2 separate regions of the Mus musculus genome follow, and region 2 is linked to region 1. Evidence: chromatin contacts called from public HiChIP or PLAC-seq data. All regions are on one chromosome and are shown on one strand. Each heading gives the region's core, a stretch centred on a gene start, on an enhancer-like site or on the middle of the called end of the contact. The rest is flanking DNA. Distances are from core to core; before and after follow the strand shown.

The links. HiChIP or PLAC-seq counts read pairs in DNA pulled down with a chosen protein or histone mark.
Region 2: a contact with region 1 is called in an H3K27ac HiChIP or PLAC-seq map of microglia, with 6 times the contacts expected there. The contact joins the enhancer-like site here to the promoter of Pgm2 in region 1. A contact is called at or near these places in 1 of 484 Hi-C or Micro-C datasets (LSK cells), 3 of 115 datasets of contacts at active chromatin or transcription factors (memory CD8 T cells, microglia and pancreatic cancer cells) and 1 of 9 other capture datasets (embryonic stem cells).

Annotation. Positions count from the first base shown.
Region 1 is chr5:64,090,950-64,094,958 of GRCm38.p6, reverse strand. Pgm2 (phosphoglucomutase 2) reads right to left here and starts at 2,020. Exons shown (of 14, transcript NM_025700.3): 1 at 1,871-2,020. The coding sequence starts at 1,975.
Region 2 is chr5:64,369,946-64,373,954 of GRCm38.p6, reverse strand. No RefSeq gene overlaps it. Among named protein-coding and RNA genes, the nearest start is that of Gm43837, 6.0 kb to the left of the region's middle. Within about 2 kb of position 2,129, at least 59 of the 459 cell types and tissues checked have an H3K27ac peak or open chromatin away from gene starts, as enhancers often do. A contact at or near this core is called in memory CD8 T cells and microglia, where this site is marked.

The DNA of each region.
Region 1 (4,009 bases), core at 771-3,270:
TACTTTCAGCCTCTGGCCTCTCTGCACAAACATGCACCACAGGTGCCCACACAGCTACACACAAGCACATGAACACAGACACAGCCATACACCACAAAGACACACCTCGGATTGGGAAAAGAACATTGAAGCATCTCCAGAGGAGAAAAGGACAAGTTTCCACGGAGGTACCGTGGACATCCAAGACAGATTCCATGTTCTACAGTAATTACATTTTCTGCTCACTTCTGAGCCCATCTGTGAAGTACCTTCTGAAGACCAATAGATCCCAGGCTCTGATGGGATCAAAGGGTCCCTCCTTTGATGGATCCATAATATGCCGGGATTATGAGGAGGTGACAAATGGTGGGAACTGGGAGCAAGTTGGAGAATCGAGGATACTGGGACTTGTCACAGGATGGTATATTTCCTCAATGGCCTCTTCCTGTATTCCCCCTTTCTCTGCTCCTTAGCCAACAGCTCTGCTACTCCTTTCTACCATGAAGGATAAGAGCATCTCAGAGTGTGAGCAGAGCAGTTCTTTCCCGCCCCTTCAGTCTCTGTCAGACACTTAGTCAAGTGGTACAAGAGCCCAATAACACACACAAGACTTCTTAGCTGAGGTGTTAGGACAGCTACACAATGCAAGTTATTAAGTGATCAGAAATGGAAACAGTTTCCTCCCCTTAAACATCCTGGAATGCTTTATGTTTCCAGGAAAAAAAAAATCCACAACAAAGCAAAACAAAACCTCCCATGAGGCGCTAGCACTGCCATCCTGTTTCCAGGATGGCCTGACTATTCATTTTCTAGGTGTGAGCGAGCAAAGGCCTCTGCTGAGCCTTCCAGCCTCTATCCAGTCACCAAATGTTTCAGGGACCAACTATAGACATGCAGTACGGCACTACGGTACTACGGTACTATAGACCACGGAAAGCAGCAGAGACACACAGCACCAGCTACATAATTTTCAGGGGGGGCCAGTGCACAATTAGAACGAAAGACTCCGTGTTTAACAATAGAGAATCTCAAAGTAGTGCTTTAAAATACGGCTTGGGCCCTTCCCTGAGTACAGGTTCAGTGGATCTGCGTGGGTCTCACCTCCTGAAGTCAGCCCTGGATACCGACAAATTTTAAACAAACAAGCCTGTAAGGGATTGTCTTTCAATTCCAGGAAGAGCAGGGAACCAAAGGCCTGGGCTGTCTAGAGAGAGAGTTTGAGTTGCACTTGGGAGACAGGAAAGATCCGCTAAGTTCACACAGGAAAAACGACAAGAGAAATAAAGTCAGCAGAACACCGGCAAGAGGAACATTGCGGGAAAGCAACAGGACACGCGAAAGCACAGGTCAGAGAGAACTTGTAGAGGGCAAAGGAAGTGATGTCCGGAGCTGGCCGACTGACTAAGACATTACAGGGGAAAGGCGCAGCTGGGGCCAAAGCGTTCCCTGTCACCTTCCCAGTGGAGTGTATGTTCTCTGGAAAACTCCCTGTCAGCCTGGCCCATCAGGGACCCGGTAGTATCCATGAAATCAGAAAAGGTGGTCTGGACTGTGGAGAAGTCCAGGTCCCGGGAAAGGCGGGACAGAGCGGATTCTGAATGGATGAAGATGCTCAGCCCATCACAGAACCTCAAAAACCTTCTCGTGCGTGGACTACCCCGGGTCCCAGGCCCGCTACATTCACTCTCCACCCCACTCCCCGCCCCCCAGCTCGCTCCTCTACCGGGTCTAGCAGCCGGGCGAGCCACACAGCTGTCTCCAGTCCCGCAACAGCTTATGCCGAGCAGGCACCGTGTGGCGAGGCAGGGAAGGAAAGAAGGAAGCTGGGCCCGGCTCCCTGCCGGACAAGCCACGGCGCCCGAGAACCGAAGAGCCGGAGATCGGCCCTTACCTGGTCCCAACGCAGCCACTGCGCGGTCTCCTGGTCCAGTCGCGCGTCCATACCCAAGCCACTGCCTTCCGGAGCCGGTGTCTCTGTCGGTGTCGCCGCCGCCATCCCGCAGCAGTCACAACCGGGCGGAGGAGGCCGGGTCACCCTTCTGGAGGGGCGGGGAGAGGGCGGGGAAAGAGGCGTAGTCAGAGAGCCGGAGGGAAGAGGACGTGCAGCAGCCCCGCCCGGTTCCAGACTCGCCATTAGTGGGTGTGCTTCCCGGAGGGCCAGGCAATTGGGGAGTGCTTTGTTGTTAGGAGAGCTGGAGGCTCGCCTTACTCTAGTCTCCTAGGCCCTACATACCCAGGGTCCTCCAGCAAACATCAAGTATGCATTTGGTGCCCATCACACCTGAGATGCTAGTCTGACTGCGCTGGGAAGCAGAGCACATTGGCGCAGGCCAGTAGCCACATGGCAGAGGCAGGCAGGTCTCTGTGAGTTAGAGGCCAATCTGATCTACATAGTGAACTCTAGACTAACTAGGGGTACATAGGGAGATCCTATCTCAAAATGTAAATTAAATTAGAGAATAGCAGAGGGGGAAACAAATCTTGAAAAAGAAGAGCCAAGTGGGAAATAAATCAAATAGACCAACGAGCCAGAAATGAGATAACACTTGCAAAGACAGTTTATGTCAGAAGAGCAACCGGAAGGACGAGTTGTAATTTCAAGGCACCGGGTCAACTGGATTTTCACACTAGAAAATGTAAAAAGAATGTCGACTCATCCGCCTGAGGTCGCCACACACAAACGAGAATTCCAGGTCAGCTGGGTGATGTATGTGCACACCTGGCTGGGCACGGGGAAGCACAAGCAAGAATGGTTCTGAGCCGCACATGATGCCTTCCTCGCTCCTGCAGTCCCGACTGTTGGGACTGTTGTGAGTTCAGGGCCTGGCCTACAAAGTGAGTTCCAGTTCACCGTGGGTTCCAGTGTGAGATCTCGTCTCAACAAGCAAACAAACAAACAAACAACCCTAAAACGAAAGAAAAAACAATTAAACAAAAAAAATCCAAAGCAGTTAAGAGCACGGGTTGTTCTTCCAGAGCACCTAAGTTTGATTATCAGCACTAGCATGGCTGCTCAGGATGGTCTGAAACTCCAGTTCCAGGGGATCCTGCATCCTTTTCAGACCTCCATTGTCATATATATCCATGGTGCATAGACATGTATGCAGGCAAAATACAAACATACACACACACACACACACATACACACACACAACTTTTTAAAAGGTTTCTAGCAGATTTAGTCGCAAAAAGCTCCAACCATACACATCCAGATTGCCAACAATAGAATGGATAAATATGTAGTGGTATATTCATTCTAAATCATATACATAAATGATGATCGATAAGCCATGAGTTACACAGCCCAGTGAGAATGAAGAACTGTATACAACTTCATGGATGTAGCTCACAACCATCCCATAGAGTGAAAGAATTCAGACCTCTGACAGACATTGGGTCTGACAGACACTGACTAAGAAAAGCACAAAGAAAGAAAACAAATCAGTATTTTCCAGAACTGGATATGGGGATTCACTGCAAAGGTCACTGGGGGTTAAGGGAAGCGACTCTGGGTTTGTGATTTCCTGGATCCAGGTGCTCGTCAAAACTTAGAACCATGGTTACCAGCTATAAGTTATGTCTCAATTTTGAAATTTTAAAAAACTACATTTATCTACGGTGTGTGTGTGTGTGTGTGTGTGTGTGTGTGTGTGTGTGTGCTGTGCCATACATATGGAAATACAAGGATAACTTTAGGAAGTCATTTCTCTTCTTCCACCATAGAGGTCCTAGGGATCGAATTCAGGTTGTCAAGCTTGGTGGCAAGTGCCTTTTGTTGCAGGATATTTAATCATACTCTGAACTCTGAGCTTAAGTTGTTTACTGGAGAAACCTGTTTCTAGTTGTGGTGTGACTCAGTTTTAGCACACACCTTTACACCTTTAACCCCTCTGGCTGGGATACAGACACAACCCTAGTGCTCACCTTTAATCCCAAACAGTGAAGGTAAGGTTAGTTTGTAGAAGGAAGCACCCATGTTTGAAAGTGATGTCTAGTTGAGTGGCAGACAAAGTGATGAATCAGAGAAAGA
Region 2 (4,009 bases), core at 880-3,379, 280 kb before region 1:
CGCAGAGGATGGCATTGTCATCCGAAGATCATGGTCAGTCAACATAGCTTACTGGAACTGTTGCCAATTCTGGCACACAGCAATTCAAACACCCCCCACTTCATAGATTTGTTGTAAGAGAGTTTAACTTTGAACTCAAAGGTTGTCTTGGGGAGTGGCGAGATGGCTGAGGTCAAAGGTGCTTGCTGACAAACTTCATGATCTGAGTTTAATACCCGGGACCCACATGGTGGAAGGGGACAGTCACCTCTGCAGGTTGTCTTTTGACCTCCACACAAGCACCATGGCATCACGCACATGCACACCACACACACACACACACACACACACACACACACACACACACTCACACACACACACACACACACACTTAATAGATAGATAGACAGACAGACAGACAGACAGATAAATGTGAAAATGAGCTGAGCTACCTCAAAAGTAGAGGAAGTGGGGTTGTACATCTGACACGGGCTAAGCTAACTTTTCAATGTTTTTCATAGTGACATCTGGGTACTCATAGTGGTCTTTGTCTTGAAAAGTCACAAGCCTGGCTGACCTCCAGGTCTGAGTCTCTGGCCTTAATGAAACACCGCAGCTTCTCCGAGGTGCCTCCCCATTATGGCATTAAGAGAGGGCTTAGTACTTAACAATCACGAGTGGCTTTTACTCAGGGTGTAAGAAGGTTGCTCGGATCCAGCTTTCACGCCCACATCCCAGCTGACTAAATGGAAGTAACCTGAAGACCAGATGAACTATTCTTCCTTAGTGCCCAGTGATGACATAGTTGTCTGCCGCTGCAAAGCATGCTGGGAAGGTGGGTCTTGTTGCAAGAAGTCCTCTGCCAAGCTGATACCATGGCATCTTATTATTAGGGAAGAGGGAAAGGGTGATCCTGTAAGGCAATCTCAAATGCTGGGTCAAATGTGGGGTCTGATGATGACCCAAAGCCCTGAGCTCCCCAGGTACCTATGGCTACTTACTGACCTACGTCTGGCTGCCTGTAAAATGTGCCCGCATCGGAAAAAAAAAAAAATTCTGTCCAGGCAAAGGGCGGTAACAGAATGTGGGGAGGAAAAGAGTTTTAGAGCCTCCTCTTTGTTCTGTCTCAGAGGCCCCCATTTTCATGTCCACGGCCATAGCCTTTACCCTCTGCAGCAGCCCCAGGTCCACATGGCGGGTGGTAATGAAGAGATGCTTTAGCAGTCGGCTCTGCAGAGCCAGGCTTCACAATAGGAGCCAGGGCGCATCACAGGTGATTCGTTCTGCTGGTAAATCATTTCTACCACAGCGGTTAATGGAAATGCAGTTTTCATTACAGTAAGGAAATTGAAATCTCAGCCGCCCTTGGTGGGTTCCATCTGGCCATCTTTCATTTCTCATAAGACGCTGTGTTGTTTTCATTCACCCCTCAATTAACCTTTAGCTCGAAGGGCAGGGGAGGCCAGGTGATTGAAGTCCTCAAGAGCGGTTCACATCCAGCAAGAAGGAGGAGGGGCTAGACTTTTTTTTCTCATTTAAGGAGGAGACATTATCCTGGAGGGGAGGTTCCAGATGGGCTGCCTGAGTTGAACATCTGACAGGCATACAGAAGGAGGAGAAATGAAGGCAGAGTAATGGCAAAGTTTCCTGTGTCACTAAAAATTTCCCAGATGTATTGGATAACATCCCCTGGGTGGGGAACGTCTGGGGTATCAATATTATGAATCCACTGTGCCCAAATTCATGAATATCCTACCCATCCAAAGGGTCATGTTAGCAGGTAGAGTCTTTGTGAGGACGCTGGGTCATGGGCAGAGCTCCATGTTCAAGAGAAGTGCCTTTAGGGACCCTAGGGAGATGCTTGTCTCTTCTGAGATGCAAGGGTGCAATAAGAAGAGGCCAAGTTTGAGCCAGGAAGGAGCCCTTGGCAGACATCAAACCTGTAAGCCTTTGTTATTTATAAGCCACCCAGCCTAAGGCACTTTGTTATAGCAGCCCAAACAGGCCAAGAAATATCCTAGGACAAAATATGTTTCCAAATCAGTTTAGCTCTCTGAATTGCAACAATTTGTGGCTGTGTAAATTTTCTCCCTCATTAGAGACAAATGAGCTGAACGAGGAAGCTACAGACTCACTTCCCCTAGATGGCCTCTCTTCTGACTTCTGGGTCACATCCCAGCTCCCTGTGGCTCAGAGGACCCTTGCTGCCTTTCACTGTCAGCTTCTTCCTGAAAGATTTTATTTTTTGCACCACCCACTCAACAGAGTCACAGAGCTAAGAGATTTGTGACAGAGAGAACATCTGCTCAGCCTCAGAAGTCAAAGTGCTGAATCTCATCATTTTGAAAGAGAAAAGGCATCCTCTATTTGGCAGAGACCAGTCTTAAGGTTTTAGTTTGTCTCTGTGGTTTCAGCCTCTGTGTTTCTTATAATTGGATAATAATTTTTTTTCTGACTGCCTTTTTGTTTTTCTTTGCCAAGAGCTGATATTGTGTCAACCACTGTACTAGCTGGTTTTGTGTCAACATGACACAAGCTATAGTCATCTGAGAGGAGAGAACCACAACTGAGGAAATGCCTCTATAAGATAAGGCTGTGGGGCATTTTTTTCAAATTACTGATTGATGTGGAAGATCCCAGTCCATTGTGGGTGGGGACAACCCTCAGCTGAAGGTCCTGGGTTCTATAGTAAAACAAAACAAACAAACAAACAAACAAAAAACCAGACTAAGAAAACCACGAGGAGCAAGCCAGTAAGCAGCAACCCTCCATGGTCTCTGCATCAGCTTCTGCCTCCAGGTTCCTGCCTAGATCGAGTTCCTGCCATGGCTTCCCTTAATGGACCGTGATCTAGGATATGAAAGCCAGACAAACCCTTTCCTCCACACCTTGCTTTTGGTTGTGGTGTTTTAACACAACAGTAGAAACTGCAAGGCAACCATTTACAGTTTCCAGAACATGGCATGGGTAAAATAAGCAAGGCAGGAGAGTTTGGTTTTAGTAGACCACCAGAGTCAAAGGCTCCAGAGTATGCAGGGGATGGCCCTGAATGCTCCAGCTATGACCACAAGGAAGGAGATGAGGACCCCATTTGAGCCACCATGAAAGGAAGAGTATCTTTTCTACACGATGACACCCTCAGGAAGGGAATTGCCACAGTCCTCATTTCTTCAGAATGCCTCATCATCTTCTTTCCGCTCAATCCTCCTCTTTGGAGGAAAAATATTGTGCTATGATTGACATCACTTCACAGGCCCCAGACCTAACTTAGTCCCTAAGAGAGCATGACAAAAACATTTGCAGGCAACATGGAGTCATGCAGGCAGGAATTGCATCTTTACAGTTGGGGCCAACACCTTCTTAAGCCTAGTAGTTGCCTGGCTGTTCACACCACAGGGGCATGGATCTGAAGGAAGGGAAGGGAGAAGTGAGGTAAGGGGGTAGGAAGCACAGAGAACCATATGCTTCTATAACAGGGAACTCTCAGATACCAAGGTTTAAAGAGGAAGGAAGGTTGTCTCTATGTCACATAATCATAGTGGTGTGAGCCCTGTGAGTCTGTATGGAAGGAAGGTCCATATTCATTCATCAGGATTGCTGGTTTTTTTTTTTTGTTTGTTTTGTTTTTTTGCCATGTCATCATGGTAGAACCCTCAGGATCTAGTCAGATTAAGTCACCACCACACCCAGATGTTGGACAACGTAGAGGTGACATATCCCTGGTCTCAGGACCCAGGCCAAAAAGTGGCACCATCAAGTCTACTTAGTCAACTTGCAAGAATACCATTGCATGGTCACACCTAGCTTCAAGGGAAGCTGGCAATGGATACCTAGCTTCAAGGGAAGCTGGCAATGGAGTCTATCTGGGAAAACATCAATCCAAACGGAAGAGGAGAGCAGACCTGGGTTCAAATCCATTTCTTCCCATTGGTTTCAATGTTTGTTCAGCAAGGCCTCATCCTGCTTCCCTTGGCTCAGCTACTATCAGTTTTCTTCATTTAGACACTTCACTCTGGGATTATTTTTTCAG